4 separate regions of the Mus musculus genome follow, and regions 1, 3 and 4 are each linked to region 2. The links are chromatin contacts, called in public ChIA-PET and promoter capture Hi-C maps. All regions are on one chromosome and are shown on one strand. Each heading gives the region's core, a stretch centred on a gene start, on an enhancer-like site or on the middle of the called end of the contact. The rest is flanking DNA. Distances are from core to core; before and after follow the strand shown.

Region 1 (3,140 bases), core at 582-3,081, 190 kb before region 2:
AATGTGCTCTACCCCAGTGTTCACCTACCTTCATAGAAAAGACTGTGGCAAGGTAAGAGGCTCTAAAGTTAGCCAAGCACAGGGAGCCAGCAAAACTAATGTTTTAGGCCATCCTCAGTCTGCATCCTGGACCATCCAGGGAACTTGAGTGGTCCATCAATCTTCTCCAAGCTTCAATTCCTTGTTCTATAAACTGGGCAGAACACCTAATCACAAAGTTATTTAGCCTGAATTGGGATATATCATGAAACAAGTAGAATACTTAGACTACTCTAGAAGTTTTAGACTCGTGGCTCAAGTTAATTTGTTGCTGGCTTTTGTTTTCTTGGGAGGAATCAACCCAGGCATTATACAGTCACATGTCTCTGTACCATTTCTTCTTTATTTTAGAAAAATGTCCTTTTACAAAGTCTGAAGTTTGAGTCAGTTAAACTAACGGGGAGACATAATTTCCCACACCCAGACTTGGGGCTCCGGGAGGCCTGGTGTCTTAGTCAGGATTTCTATTCCTGCACAAACATCATGACCAAGAAGCAGTTGGGGAGGAAAGGGTTTATTCAGCTTACATTTCCACATTGCTGTTCATCACTGAAAGAAGTCAGGACTGGAACTCAAGCAGGTCAGGAAGCAGGAGCTGATGAAGAGGCCATGAAGGGCTGTTCCTTACTGGCTTGCTTCCCCTGGCTTGCTCAGCCTGCCCTCTTATAGAACCCAAGACACCCAGCCCAGGGATGGTCCCACCCGCAAGGGGCCTTTCCCCTTTTGTGCTGTTTTACTCCACAATATGCTTATCATTTTCCGACTAACTTGTGGATCCTGAGCATCAGAATGAGGTTACCTGGGGCTGGAGAGATGACTCAGCAGTTAAGAGCACCAACTGCTCTTCCAGAGGTCCTGAGTTCAATTCCCAGCAACCACAAGGTGGCTCACAACAGTCTATAGTGGGATCCAATGCCCTCTTCTGGTGTGACTGAAGAGAGAGAGCGACAGTATACTCACATATATAAAATGAATAAATAAATCTTTTTTAAAAGATGAGGTTACCCTTAGTGGAGTTGTGTTTTAAATGTAAGGTACTAAAACAAAAAAATAGAAGACATCTCAATAATTTTCATACTACATTCTGAAACAGTATATATTGGGCTACGTAAGTATACTATGGATTCATTGCCTCCTTAAAAAAAAAAAAACTAGAAGCAAACCATTTAAAAACAATCATATGTCTGTCTTGCATTATACTGCTAGTGAACATTATGATCTAGATCCTATACACTCCCCACAGAGCAGAGAGAAAACACTCACACCCTCTGTCTGTCTGGCTGTCCATACCCTTTGCAACCTGCCCCAAATGCTTAATGTTTTGACTCCTCCCATAAACCAGCCTAACTCGACAGCACCTGCTGTTTATCTTGCATAGCTATTTGTCACCTTTCGGTGTTTGCTCTACCCTCCTCTTTCCTGGAGTGTCCTTTGAGGCATTTCCAATGTGCATGACCTATCCTTTTTCACAGTGGACCTGTTTAGTGTCCCCAGCCTCCCTCAGTCTTCACAGAGCCATTTGTATCTTACATAGAAAATGTTTCTATCCCCAAAGTACCTTATACCTGAATCGTTTCCTACCTCGTAGTTTTATGTGCCAGCTCAACTGTGCAACATGACTCACGCTTCCCGGGTAACTAAGGTCCAGGCCCCCACTGCCAGAAGAGTAGATGAAGCATCAACAGCCCTGGGAGAAGTTCACACCGGAGGATTTCAGGAGCCGCAGCAGCTGCGCCTGCGCACCGCCCACTGACCACGCGGAGGGCGGGTGGAGCATAGAGCGAGAGAGGAGGAGACAGTTCGGTCGCGTCAGCCCGGCCCACAGCGTCCAGTATAAAGTTAGCCGCCCACAGTCCATCGCTGTATCCCCGAAGGGGCTAAGATCGCCCAAAATGTCATCCAAGTCTATGGTTCTGGGTTACTGGGATATCCGCGGGGTGAGTGGTCCCTCGCCAGCCCAGCCTCTGGGACAGAGAGGTGCAGGCGGCCGGGCGGGGGTCAGGGGCCGGTGGGCCGATCTCCAGCCTACCTATGGGGTCCCCAGGACTGTGGGTAGAGGAATAAGGTACTGGAAGTTCCCGGGCGTGAGCGAAGGGGCTGCCTAAGGACAATTTCCCTGGACAGGACGCAGGAGCTTGGCAGCGTTGGGTTGGGGACATTGACGGAGGGGGCCTGCGAGCAAGTGGGCACTGCGCAGGCGCGCTGACCGGGGTCTTTCTCCATCCCCTGCTTTTAGCTGGCTCATGCTATCCGCATGCTTCTGGAGTTTACTGATACCAGCTATGAGGAGAAACGGTACATCTGTGGGGAAGGTAATGAATGTCTGTGGGTGCGCTACAGTTGTTTTTTACCCAGAGGGTTGTACCACACCAAGATGGTGTGGGACCCCCTGCTCCTGTAAGCTGGGAACTTTGCCAAGAGAGGCCCATAGAGTTATCTCTTGCTGTTCAGGCCCATCTTTGCAGAAACTCAAGGGTTAGTTTTTGGGGATTGGGAACTTGAGATAACAGGTCTAAGTCTCAGCTAGGTCGGTAACGGGCTTGGGTCCCACTTCTCTCTTACAGCTCCTGACTATGATAGAAGCCAATGGCTGGACGTGAAATTCAAGCTAGATCTGGACTTTCCTAACGTAGGTGGTTTTGGAGGAGTGGGCAGAAGGGAAGGCCTTCAAGTGTATCTGTTTTCACTTCATCTCTGGCTTGGGAGCATCTAGATAGAGACTCTTCACGTTTATAGAATGGATAGAATTCAAGGGTCATTGAACAGAACTGAGAATAACATTTTATTTCCTACTAACGTCTGAGAAACACTAATATTCTCCTCTTAAAGGCAGGCTATAAGAGACATGAGTTGATAGCCAGGTCTGTGACTTTATCACTGATAGATTCCAGGTATTTTCATGGTATCCTAAATGTATCCTCATGTGTCCTGGTTGTTAAAACACCTATTTTTTTTTTAAATGTATCCATAATCACCCTACTTTTACATACTTTAAGGTATAAAATATTTACATTTTGCTTTTTAAACGTCTATATGCCACACATACATTCACAGTGACACACAGGATTAAGCACCCTTGTCTAGAGTCAGGTGAGGACCCA
Region 2 (3,642 bases), core at 769-3,268:
TACATAGCCCACCAGCCATTTCAAGGGCTCCCCACTCTCCTGAAGAAATTCACAACACAGGCCTGGAACAAGCCAACAGGAAGGACACTGGCAATAGGTGTTAGCAATCTGGTTGTGTAGGTGTTAGCAATGCATGACCCCATATGTCAGACCTCACCACCCCACTCACCAGGGAGGGAGTTCTAGATCTAGGGTCTTGGAAAGAATAAGTAAAGGCAAGTCTAGCCTGAGTCTGCCTGGTACCAATCAGAGTAGCCAGTCCGCAGTCAGTCCCACACCCTCCCCACTCCATTCACATACACTTCACACGCAGTCTTAGCATCTGCACAAGCTGACACGTGTGCATATACATCTCGTGGGCACCCACATCCACACCCACTCCTTGTTACGGAGGGCAGCACCCCTGACATGGAAACCTCAGGCACCCCCTCCCACCTCCCTCCCTGCGCCATCAAGTCAGCCAGTCAGCCGGGGAACCGGGGAACCGAGGTCGAGAGGCATCATTGCAGAGAGGGTGCTGCAGAAGGGGACCTTATCGGAGGCACTCAGTGGCCTGGACAAGAGGAGGGGAACCCATGCCTGAAACCAAGAACTCTCACCTGGAGCGGCAGCGGAAGCTTGCAGGCCGGCCCGCTTCTTAAAGGGATATTTGGCCTTGGACTTGCCTGGGCCAGGATAGGATGCCATGGCTGGGGCCAAGGCGACAGCGGAGGAACCTCACCGGCTGGGGCCAAGCTCTCCCACATCCAACCCCTTCCTCCGCCCCGCCCCCAGCGGGAGTGACTGATGCAGGAAGCAGCGCCCCGCAGGCGGAAGAGGCTCTGGCCACGATTTCTGATGTTGTCTAGGCAACCTCGGGGAGTGGGGCCTCCATCCTGCCCCTTATCCCTCTCTTCCCACTCCAGTCTTTAGAGTGCCCTGTCTGATGGTGGCTAGGGCCGGGGTCGGGATGCAGAGAAAACAGATGGAGCAGCACCAGCTCTAAGCTCTTTACTACCCTCACCCCACCTCGGGAACCCTCATCCCTTGCCAAGGCTCCAAGGCAAAGAAGCCAAAGTCCAGGCTAGGCTGGTCCAGCCAGCCAGAGAGAAAAATAATAGGCAAGAATACCGCCTGAGCTCCAACCTCAAAACCCATTTCCTCCAGGGAAGGAACAACGGTACTCATGAAAACCCAGAGCCTCTGGGGCAGAGCCCCCCTCTTTTCTTCTCCATCTGACCCCTGCTCTAGGGACAGCCCAGCTCCGGGAGGAGGCAGAACTGAGAATTCGAGCCCAGGAGGGAGGGGCCTGTCTTGGGAAAATTCCACTGACCGGCAGAAGCTGTCTCCTAGGAAGACAGGAAGAGTAGGAGGCTGGGTCTTGTCTGAGGTCGATGGGAAAGACCCCAGCCTACTCTGACCTGTCGCTCTGCCTGTACACTCAAGATCTGCTTCCTTGGACCCTTCTAGGAGCCGTTCACGTCCCCTAGGTCTTGCAGGCATTGCCAAGACCCCCCACCCACTTATCACCCGACCCAGGCACCTCTGCCTTGGAGTCCCTTTATCAACCACACACGCGCCACACACTTACCTGAGGCCATGCTGCCCAAGTCCCGCGTGGACCAGGAAGGCAGCCTACGAAAGTCTGCACAGCGAGGGAGCCGGGCTGAAGAGGGGAGAGGGCCCCCACCGGGGCGAAGTCGCGCCACTGGCCCCTGCACCCGCACTGAGAAGCGGGAAGGAAGGCAAGGTTTTCAAAATGGCCAGCTGGCCGGGGGGCGGACTCCCGCCGACTTCAGCGGCCAGACTGACCTCAGGAGACCCCGGAGTCGCGACCCCAAGCCTGCACTCAAGAGGAAACAGGCCACGTGCTCCCCAGAAAACCGGACCCGGAATTCGCCTAGGGTTCTTTCACCACTTTCTGGGAATCAATTAGGGATCCGGCTCCTGTGGCCGGGCTACGGGGGAGTCACGCAACAGGTGCGACCCCGCCGAAACCTTCCGGGCTGCGCGCCAATCTCGCGTACCCCAGGCCCCGCCAAGTCCGCGGCCACGCCCCGTTCGGCCACGCCTCTTGGCCTCCTGGCCACGCCCCAACCATTTTCCCAGTTCCCTTACGCCACGTGGGCAGCCTCCGGACCAGGGTTGGCCTTGGCTTGGCCCTTTGGTCTTGGGCGATTTCTGTGCGTCAGTTTCCTCATCAGTAAGATGGGATGAGGCAATGGAAACACCCCATCCAAAGAAAGGAGTTACTGAGGACTGAAGGTAAATCCCCTTTGCACAATGTCTGGCACAAAGTCAGGTAGCTATTATTAGGGTCCCAGAATCCATTTCAAGCAGAAGCCCTGCCCTTGAATTCTCCGCATTCCCACCTGAATCTATTTCCTTCTATCAGTCATTGGTAGGCAGGATGTGCCCTTCAAAGCCGGTTCACCATCCCACATTAATTTCTATGTTGACGTTAGACTAGCCAGAATGCCTAGGTTCAAATTCAGACATCTCCACCTACTTTCTGACTGATGGTGAACTTCTCTCTGGGTTTTACTGGTTAACTTTGGCTCTTACACCCGCTCTGATGAAGATAAAGGAGATAATTATAAGTGCTTAGACTTGTGCCTGGCCTGTAAGTTACTTCCCAATCAGTGTTCCTGGAAGATTTCTTTGGCCTGGGATCACTATGGCCAGCTCACTGATTTCTCCTTGTGGGTTATGAGAAATTGGGCTGTTTGAATAGGGCCACAGACACCCTCTCAAACAAGGATTCCTGCCTCCCAGGGGCAGCCTGTACCTACAGGAACCCTGAAAAGGAAAGTCCTCCCCTTTATCAGCAGCAGTTGGTCCCTTCCCTCGCCTCTCCCCTGGGGGAGTCTTTGCCCCCTCACCCAGCTGCTCTGAAGTCTCTCCAGCTGCTTTCAGTCCCTCCTCTCCCCAACTGGAACTCTGAGTCCTGATCCCCCATCTCTATCTGCATCTGATGTGGCCTCTAGGGAGTCTCCTATCCGCTATACTAAAACAAACTTTAAAAACTATTGCCTTAGGCTGGGGGTGTCAGCTCAGGGGCAGTATCCCTCTGCCTTACATGCGAAAGCAAACCCCAGAATTGCAGAAAAACGATGAAAATACAAATTTTTAAAAAACCCTACAGGTGGCCTCCATAAACTTGGGAGACCAGTGGGTTATGGGAATCCAGCTCACAGAGAATCAGACTAAAATAGAACAAGGAGAACCTTATTCTTACACCGTTACGTTTAAATATCAAAACAGGAACCACTAAAAGCATCGGATACAGGTGATGGTGTACTGAGCTGGGGCACGCATTATGTGGCTGTAAATACTAATATAATCTAAGAACCGTTTGGCAAAATAAAATCAAGTATCGCTATAAGTTGCACTGTTTTGACTCAGTAATCCACTTCTAACAAGTCTTTTTTTTTTTTTAACTCAAAAATAATTTTATTAGAGTTTAAAGGAAAAGCCCCAGGGTGTACAAGTTGTAACTCTCAGCTTCCTGGAAGAAGAGAAGGGAAGGGAAACACACGTTGGAAGAAAGAGAAAGAAAAAAAAAAAGTTCTATCTTTCTGAATTAGCTCAGGAAGGTAGGAGGGCCCAGAAAACCTCATAGGGATTTTCTCAGGGTGTACGAATCACAAATCTGTTCTTAAT
Region 3 (3,636 bases), core at 85-2,584, 140 kb after region 2:
CCCACTAGACCAGAGAAGGGGAAACTGAGGCCATGGGCCGGTGAATGTTTCAAGGTCACAGGGTAAATCTAATATTGAGCTATACTCTAGAATGCTGACAGGCATTTGATCCATGTTTGACTAATGTTGGAAACTAGTGTCCAGAGAAGTGACTTGTCCAAGGTCATAGAGCTGAGACAGGTAGCTCTAGGCCTGCAACCTACCATCCCTCCTTCCCGGCTCAATGTTCTGTTATGCCAGCTGTCACATTTTCTTCTGTCTTAATTGGTTTTTTTATGTAATCATTGGATTGGGAAACTGTTCATTCATCCATCCATTTCTTTACTCGGTTACAGTTTCCCAAATTGCTCCAGTGACTTCAGCTGGTAGTCTGTCTCCTGAGTCCACCCCAGGGATCATCCAGGTCCTAGAAGGTTCCAGGCAGGATGGTTTCTGTAACCCATTTCCTTTCCTGGTGCCTTTAGTAGTAGCGTTGTTCTCACTGCAAAGTGGACCTTACCCTCCTTGTCCTCCTCACCCCTCCCGCCACTGAAGAGTGGTATGTGCAGGATCAGAGTTCTGGAAAGGTTACACCCGGGTCTTCTCGTCCGAGTGAAATGTGAGCGCCCTGGGCAAAGGCGCCTTGCACATAGAAGGTCCGAATCCGGGACTCCGCATGCCGGGCTCCTCTCCCTCCTTCCACCGAGCGCTGGAGCAGCAACCCTGGTTCTCCCCTCCCCCGCCCACCTGTCGCCACCCCCCACCCTTCCGCGGTGGCTGGGCCCGCTGCATCTCCCCAGCCTCCTCCGGGGCCACATTGCTTCGGGTCCGCGTCACAATCCAGGCTCCCGAAATAGCCCGGGGTTAGGGCCGACTCACCCACTGGAGAACTTTGATGAAGCCCAGCGGCTCCTCCAGGCGCTGCCAGCGCAGCCCCAGGAGCAGGCGGTCCACCTGCGGAGACAAAGCCAGCAGACGGTCAAGGCGGGCCGGCCCGGAGGGAAAGCGTGGGGCTTTCTATTCACATTGCGGGGGCGGGAGAGACGGAATCAGACACATTCGGGACATCTAGGTAGACAGGGACTAGCGAGAGTCCACAGGCCGGGTACTCGGGGCTTACCTGCTGGCGCGGAGACTTGTCCGAGGTGCGGCCGGGGCTCTCCGTCGAGGACATGCTGGCGCGTCGGGGCGCAGTGCAAGGGTTCGACTCCCTGGCCGGGAGGCTGCGTGGGGCGCGGGGGCGCTGGGGGCGGCGGGCTCGAGGCCGTGGGCAGGCCGGGCTCCAGGCTGGCGGGCTGGGTCGTGGGGGCGCTGCTGCTCGCGCTCTCGGAGGCTCTGTCCGCCGCGCTGCCCCGCCGGCTGCAGAAAACCCCCGAGTCCGATTCAAACTTCTGTCAAACAATCTGGCGGACTTGGCAGCCGAGTCACGTGGCGTGCGATCGCGAACCCTGCTCCCGCCCCTTGCTCTCCCCTTTTTCCGCGCGTAGGGCGCCTTAAAGGGACCTGTGGAGCCTGCTAGCCGTCGGGCTGCCAGAAGGCTCCGGGGTTTTTGCCAGAAGCTTCCAGGATGGGTCCCCACTAGAACAGCCCAGCTGCTTCAACGCCACGGCCAAGGTCAGGAACCTACACGGGATGCGTGGGCTCTAGTGCAGCTTTCCCGATTTTCCTGGGTTCTGTGGAAGGGTTTTCTTCTACAAATACCGTAGTGACTAGAGCACACAAGATTTACCTAAGGCATTCTTAGTGCTTCTGCTGCTGTAACAACGGCGCTCCACCAGCCAGAACAAAGAACTGAACTTTTACTTCGCATCAGACACGGTCTTACTTTTTAACAACAAACAGCGTTTGGATGTTAATGAGTTTTAAAGTTATCAAACTTTAAAAAGTAAGAATTCGATCTCCTTTTAACCGCCAACACTATTTAAATGAGAATGAAGTCTCGGAGGAGCCGTGGGAGTGGAGATTAGCGTTTGTATTGAAAACTAGGCAGAGTTGCAGTTTGATTGACTTTGAATGGGCCTAATTTTCGAAAAGTGTTCTGCGGTAGCCGGAAGTGAGCAGTTGCTAGTATTACACATTAGGTTTACAAGGAGTGGAAATCTAGGTAGTTAAAGATGACTTCATTTACCCAAAGAAGCTGAATGAGCCAATGGGCGGGCCCAGGAGGAAACCAGCCTTCCTTCTTTGCTCTTAACTCTCGTCCATCAAAGTCATTTCTTTGATGATCTGCCACTATGCTTCCAGCATTTCAAAACCAATGCTTTTTGATTAAATGTTCTGCTGTTATTTATACAATCCAGCCATTGGATAAATGTCTTCCCAAACCTGGCCATGAGTGTGTGGGGAGGCAACCAGCTAAGGCTGGAGTTGAAGGAAACTTCTGCCATGGAATTACATGCAAATTTGGGCTAAATAAGGAATTGCTGAGTCCACAGATATGCCCGTAATAAATCATGGGGACAGGAGAAATGGTTCAGCAGTTAGGAACATTGCTTTCTCAGAAAACCATGGTTTGGCTCCTGGAACTCACATGGCACCTCACACACATCTGCAATTCCACTTCTAGGCTATTCATGGCCCCATTTGGCCCCTGGACACCAGGCTTACACATCAGATGCACATACACGCCTCAGGCAAACACTCACATACATAAAGTAAGGATCAATACATCTTTTAAAAGTTATTCTGCTGTCTTAGATTCCTGTTCTACAGTCATTTCTGTACTGAGGTGTATACACCCAAGCCACACAGATATGAAATAATATATATTACTGCTAGTCGGTGGTGGGACACACCTTTAATTCCAGCACTTGGGAGGCAGAGATAGGCTGATCTCTGAGTTTGAGGCCAGCCTGGTGAGTTCCAGATCAGGACAGACAGACACAGAGAAATCCTATCTTGAAAAACCAAATAATATTAATAATAATAAGATAACAATAAATAATACATATTACCAACATCTACTGACCAGCCTTGTTTGCCTCAAGTTCATTGCTCATCTGTCTTCTGTACCAGCCCCCCCCCCATTATACTGTACCTAGGAGAAGTACATAGACATTACACCATAATTTTTTCAAATTGTTTTAAACTTTATTCTATTAATATGCTGGTTTTTTGACTTGCTTTTATTTTGTGACAATTATCTGTCCTGATACATATAGCTTTAGTTTCTTGGGAGGAGGTTGTTTTTGTTTTTTCCATTTTAGCAGTAGAGCATTCACCACAAATAAGCAGAGTATTTTCCTACTTGCTTATTCATGAGTGTTTGGGTTAGTTTCCAAAGTCCACTCTTCAAACACACTCCTTTTACAGATGTACCCATCTTCTTGTATATGTTTTTTACACAGCAGTGAGTATTCAACAATGTGTGTGTGTGTGTGTGTGTGTGTGTGTGTACACACTCAAGTGTGTGTGTGTATGTATGTTCAAACACATACCCTAGTTGTATAAACAGAGCCAGGGCTGACAAGATGGTTCAAGGGAGTAAAAACATTGGCCAGTGAAGCATGATGATCTGAGTTCGATTCCTGGAGTCCACAGCTGAAGGAAACAATAGACTCTCACAACAGGCACATAGACAATTTTAAAAGTAGCCTGAAACAAAGATTTTGCAAAACTTGTATTTTCCTATCCCATGAGGCAGATTTAAATTTTATG
Region 4 (3,174 bases), core at 219-2,718, 230 kb before region 2:
CTGACTTTCCGCTGGGTCTTGTCTGTGTGGAGTCGGCAGTCTCACTGGGAAAAGAGCCTGGCTGCCTGAGGACAGCAGTGTGGGGTCCCACTCTGACCTCCAGTCCCACAACTCGAGCATCCCTTTCTAAGTGTAGTGTGTCTCCAGATCAGCAATGGGTCAACACCTCAGAAGCGTGTGTGTAGAGTCTCCGTTGTATTCCAAGCCCTGCGCCGGACACTGCCCTGCAGCAGTAAGCAGGATGGATGTGTCCAGCCTTTGGTAACTCTCCCATCCTTTCCAGTGTCACCACCCCTGTCTCCATTTATCCTCATTCCAGATTGCCTATGTTCCCATTTTCCAGCTCTGTAACACTGAGCAATGTGTTTAGTGCTCTGGACCTCATCTATAAAATAGGGTAAGGATCCCTCCCTCCTAGAAATGAATTAATATGAGAGCCCAGTGCAGATCCAGATTGATCCCGTTATCCTCTCCCCCCCCACCCCCACCCCCGGCTTGCCTCTGGTACTATCTTCCCCTAGCATGTCTTTCCTCTCTTCTGCAGAGACCTAGAAACCCAGCCTCTGAGAAGTTTTCAGAAGGAAGACAGGCAGGTTGTGGGGCAGGCCAGGGTTCTGCCAGACCTACCAGTCCTTGAGGCACTTTTCTGTTGCTGAGTGTTCTGCACCTCTTGGAAAGTGGATGAAGGCAGGAGTTTGGGCGATAAGACCCCTGCCTGTGACTACAATGCCAGTAGCATTGAATCTGAAGGACTCAGGTCTATTGACTGAAAGTCCCCGCTCCACCTGGTAGAACTGGTCCCTATAAACTATCAGCCACCTTACGACCACTGGCAGATTCAGGGGCCTCTGAGGATTAGCACCCAGATGCAGAGCCCTCTGACTTGGAGACAGGGGAATATATCTCTCAGAGCCAGATGAGACCCACAAAGCCTCAGGATGGGGGTACTGGCAGAGCCCCGTGGAGGCCCCACGGAAAGACTCAGCCCAGGAAACTCTGAGCAATGCCGGCAGACCACAGGGCTCTGAGCTTCCTGCTCTCCCCATTTAGGACACCCTGTCAACGTCAGAAGGCTTGTGAAACCTGCTGGTGGGCAGTGGAAACTCACGAGCCCCTAGGGTTCGTGGGCTGTGGTTGCCCCGCCCCTTTGCTGCCCTGGTGTCCACACTGCTATGGGATATGAGAAGGGTACCTGATGGAGGCCTGGAGAACTCCTCCTTGGAAGCCTGGGTCCTGGGCTCTGCATGTGTGTACTCTGGATGCTGCAAAAGTGCAGACTCTGTTGCTGAAGGCCTTTGGGGTAGGGAGATGTGGCTGGCGGTTCCTTTTCCAGCTTTGCTGGTTCTGTGCCTGACTTTGGGAAAGGTGCTTTCTTTGTTTCGGTTTTGTCACCTTTAAAATGGTGACCAAAAAGCACCCACATCCTGAACATTAAAGAGTGACAGAGACTTTTGAAGTACCTGGTACACAGTATGCTCTAAACAGGACCAGTTGTCTTGGCAACCGTGAGAAGAAACAGGCATCTCAGAAGTGGATATTTTTGACTCGTAATTTAATTATAAACTATCCAATCGACTACAGACGGTTCCAAACTTACAGTGGCTGTCTAGCTTAGTGCTATGAAAGCAATGCACACAATACAACAGAAAACACACTTTGAATGTGGGTCTTTTCCCGTGACTATGGATATGTAATCTGGCCCTCTCTGGTGAGGCTGGGAAGTGACAGGCAGCCACAGCTCCTAGTGAACCATGTGATGGTGGCAAGCAACAATGAGACCCTACAGTGTACTGAGTTGCTAAGCCATGGTTTTGGGGAGGCTGGGTATATGAACTGCATCTTCAATGACACTCTCAATGTACGATAAACTTACTGGAAACCAGACCCGTTGTAAGTCAAGAGGCATCCATGTACTTGGAAGAACGCACCGTCTTCTCAAAGCTGTTTCTCTCTTTGACTGTTCAACAATCCCTAGGTCTGTGTGGAGAGCCCAGCTTTGGTACCTCTGCTTAAGAACTGGAATGAAGACCTTACTGAGGGAGTCACACGTGGTCAGAAGAGGAAGTGGGCCCTGTACCAACCCGTGTATAACATAGCCATGGGGACCTTGCAGAGGCGGCCAAGGACAACGACAGAGGCTATTTTCTCAGCTACTCCCAGGGCTATTGCTCAAGACGGTCCAGGACCATCTGTGGCTATTCCTCCAGTGCTGCGCTTGCTGGGGCTCCTGCTTTATCCCTGCAGACCACATTAGAGCTTTGGTCCCTTTTTATCCCTCATGCTGAGGTGGGGCTCCATCTCCTTTCTACACCCTACAACACGATCATCCCTACAGCGATGCCATATCTTCCACTCCCAGATCTCTTGATGGTCAGCCTCAATGTCCGTCCACCTGCCCGTGGGCCAGCAAAGCAGCCCAGACTCAGAACAGAGAAGAGACGGGCTCCAGTGGGACATCCTGTTGTGATTTTCTCCCCAATACCTGGATATCAGGGAGAAGGCAAGGGGGAAGCCCAGCACTTGAGAGCTACTTTTTGTCTTTATGCTCTAGAAGCACTGAATGCTTCTAGAAGCATGAAGTGCATTTCTGGACTCCTGGACAAAGCAGTTGGGAATAGGATAATCAAGAAGAAGCCAGGATAGAAGCTGCTGTCTTAAATGGATGGCCCAAAAGATGGTGGTCAGGGAAGTGGCCTCAGAAGCTGCTAAAGTACAAGGAGGGATCCCTGGATGAAGCCCGGAGGTTGATGGACCATCCAGGTACTGGTGGGGCTTGGAGATGTGAAGGCAGGGCCTTGTGTAAGCATGGTTCAAGATGGGGTGACATGTGGACGTTAGCTTCCCAGTGTATTCAGAGACTGCAATCAGAGCATAACTCCCTCAGTGAAGAGCCCTGGGTAGGGCCAAAGCCAACCAACAACAAGCACACTGCGCAGAGCTCTCTGTCCCACCCAGCCTCCACCCACCACCCCGAAGACCGTTCCACACTCTGCATCCACAGCGGTGCACTGTTCACAGTTTTCCAGGGGTCCCCGGGGCATGGGAAGCCCGAATTCCCTCAGGAACAATGAGTATCTGAGAGAGATGGGTGCAACAGACACCGCAGATGACCAGCTCCCGGGTCTGTACTGAGCAGTTATGGGACTAGGTGCAGTCACGTGACAAGGCACTCTC

What was found. ChIA-PET counts read pairs in DNA pulled down with a chosen protein or histone mark. Capture Hi-C pulls out chosen DNA fragments and counts their contacts.
Region 1: a promoter capture Hi-C map of adipose tissue shows a contact between it and region 2. The contact joins the promoter of Gstm5 here to the promoter of Ampd2 in region 2. A contact is called at or near these places in 15 of 39 promoter capture datasets (3T3-L1-derived adipocytes, the C10 cell line, the HPC-7 cell line and 11 more), 10 of 115 datasets of contacts at active chromatin or transcription factors (VIP interneurons, bone marrow-derived macrophages, embryonic forebrain and 6 more) and 4 of 9 other capture datasets (adipose tissue, liver, macrophages and 1 more).
Region 3: a contact with region 2 is called in a promoter capture Hi-C map of liver. The contact joins the promoter of Sypl2 here to the promoter of Ampd2 in region 2. A contact is called at or near these places in 5 of 39 promoter capture datasets (embryonic stem cells, erythroid cells, hematopoietic stem and progenitor cells and 2 more), 1 of 15 datasets of contacts at CTCF or cohesin (the NIH/3T3 cell line), 5 of 484 Hi-C or Micro-C datasets (embryonic stem cells, muscle stem cells and olfactory sensory neurons), 3 of 115 datasets of contacts at active chromatin or transcription factors (embryonic stem cells, extraembryonic endoderm stem cells and microglia) and 3 of 9 other capture datasets (adipose tissue, liver and pancreatic islet).
Region 4: a contact with region 2 is called in an RNA polymerase II ChIA-PET map of memory CD8 T cells, with 17 read pairs. The contact joins the enhancer-like site here to the promoter of Ampd2 in region 2. A contact is called at or near these places in 1 of 39 promoter capture datasets (embryonic stem cells), 2 of 15 datasets of contacts at CTCF or cohesin (the NIH/3T3 cell line and embryonic stem cells), 1 of 484 Hi-C or Micro-C datasets (B cells), 12 of 115 datasets of contacts at active chromatin or transcription factors (the 230-238 cell line, SST interneurons, embryonic forebrain and 8 more) and 2 of 9 other capture datasets (adipose tissue and liver).

What each region holds. Positions count from the first base shown.
Region 1 is chr3:107,894,023-107,897,162 of GRCm38.p6, forward strand. Gstm5 (glutathione S-transferase, mu 5) reads left to right here and starts at 1,832. Exons shown (of 8, transcript NM_010360.2): 1 at 1,832-1,976; 2 at 2,276-2,351; 3 at 2,604-2,668. The coding sequence starts at 1,932. It overlaps 4933431E20Rik (RIKEN cDNA 4933431E20 gene), which reads right to left and starts at 2,191. Exons shown (of 3, transcript NR_015459.1): 1 at 1,621-2,191; 2 at 29-206.
Region 2 is chr3:108,084,648-108,088,289 of GRCm38.p6, forward strand. It overlaps Ampd2 (adenosine monophosphate deaminase 2), which reads right to left and starts at 2,019. Exons shown (of 18, transcript NM_028779.5): 1 at 1,571-2,019. The coding sequence starts at 1,580. It overlaps Gm12500 (predicted gene 12500), which reads left to right and starts at 1,329. Exons shown (of 1, transcript NM_001358018.1): 1 at 1,329-3,364. The coding sequence starts at 1,579. The coding sequence ends at 2,196. It also overlaps a transcript of Gnat2 not described here.
Region 3 is chr3:108,225,265-108,228,900 of GRCm38.p6, forward strand. Sypl2 (synaptophysin-like 2) reads right to left here and starts at 1,335. Exons shown (of 6, transcript NM_008596.1): 1 at 1,100-1,335; 2 at 859-933. The coding sequence starts at 1,153.
Region 4 is chr3:107,851,938-107,855,111 of GRCm38.p6, forward strand. No RefSeq gene overlaps it. Among named protein-coding and RNA genes, the nearest start is that of Eps8l3, 24 kb to the right of the region's middle. Within about 2 kb of position 1,469, at least 68 of the 459 cell types and tissues checked have an H3K27ac peak or open chromatin away from gene starts, as enhancers often do. A contact at or near this core is called in memory CD8 T cells, where this site is marked.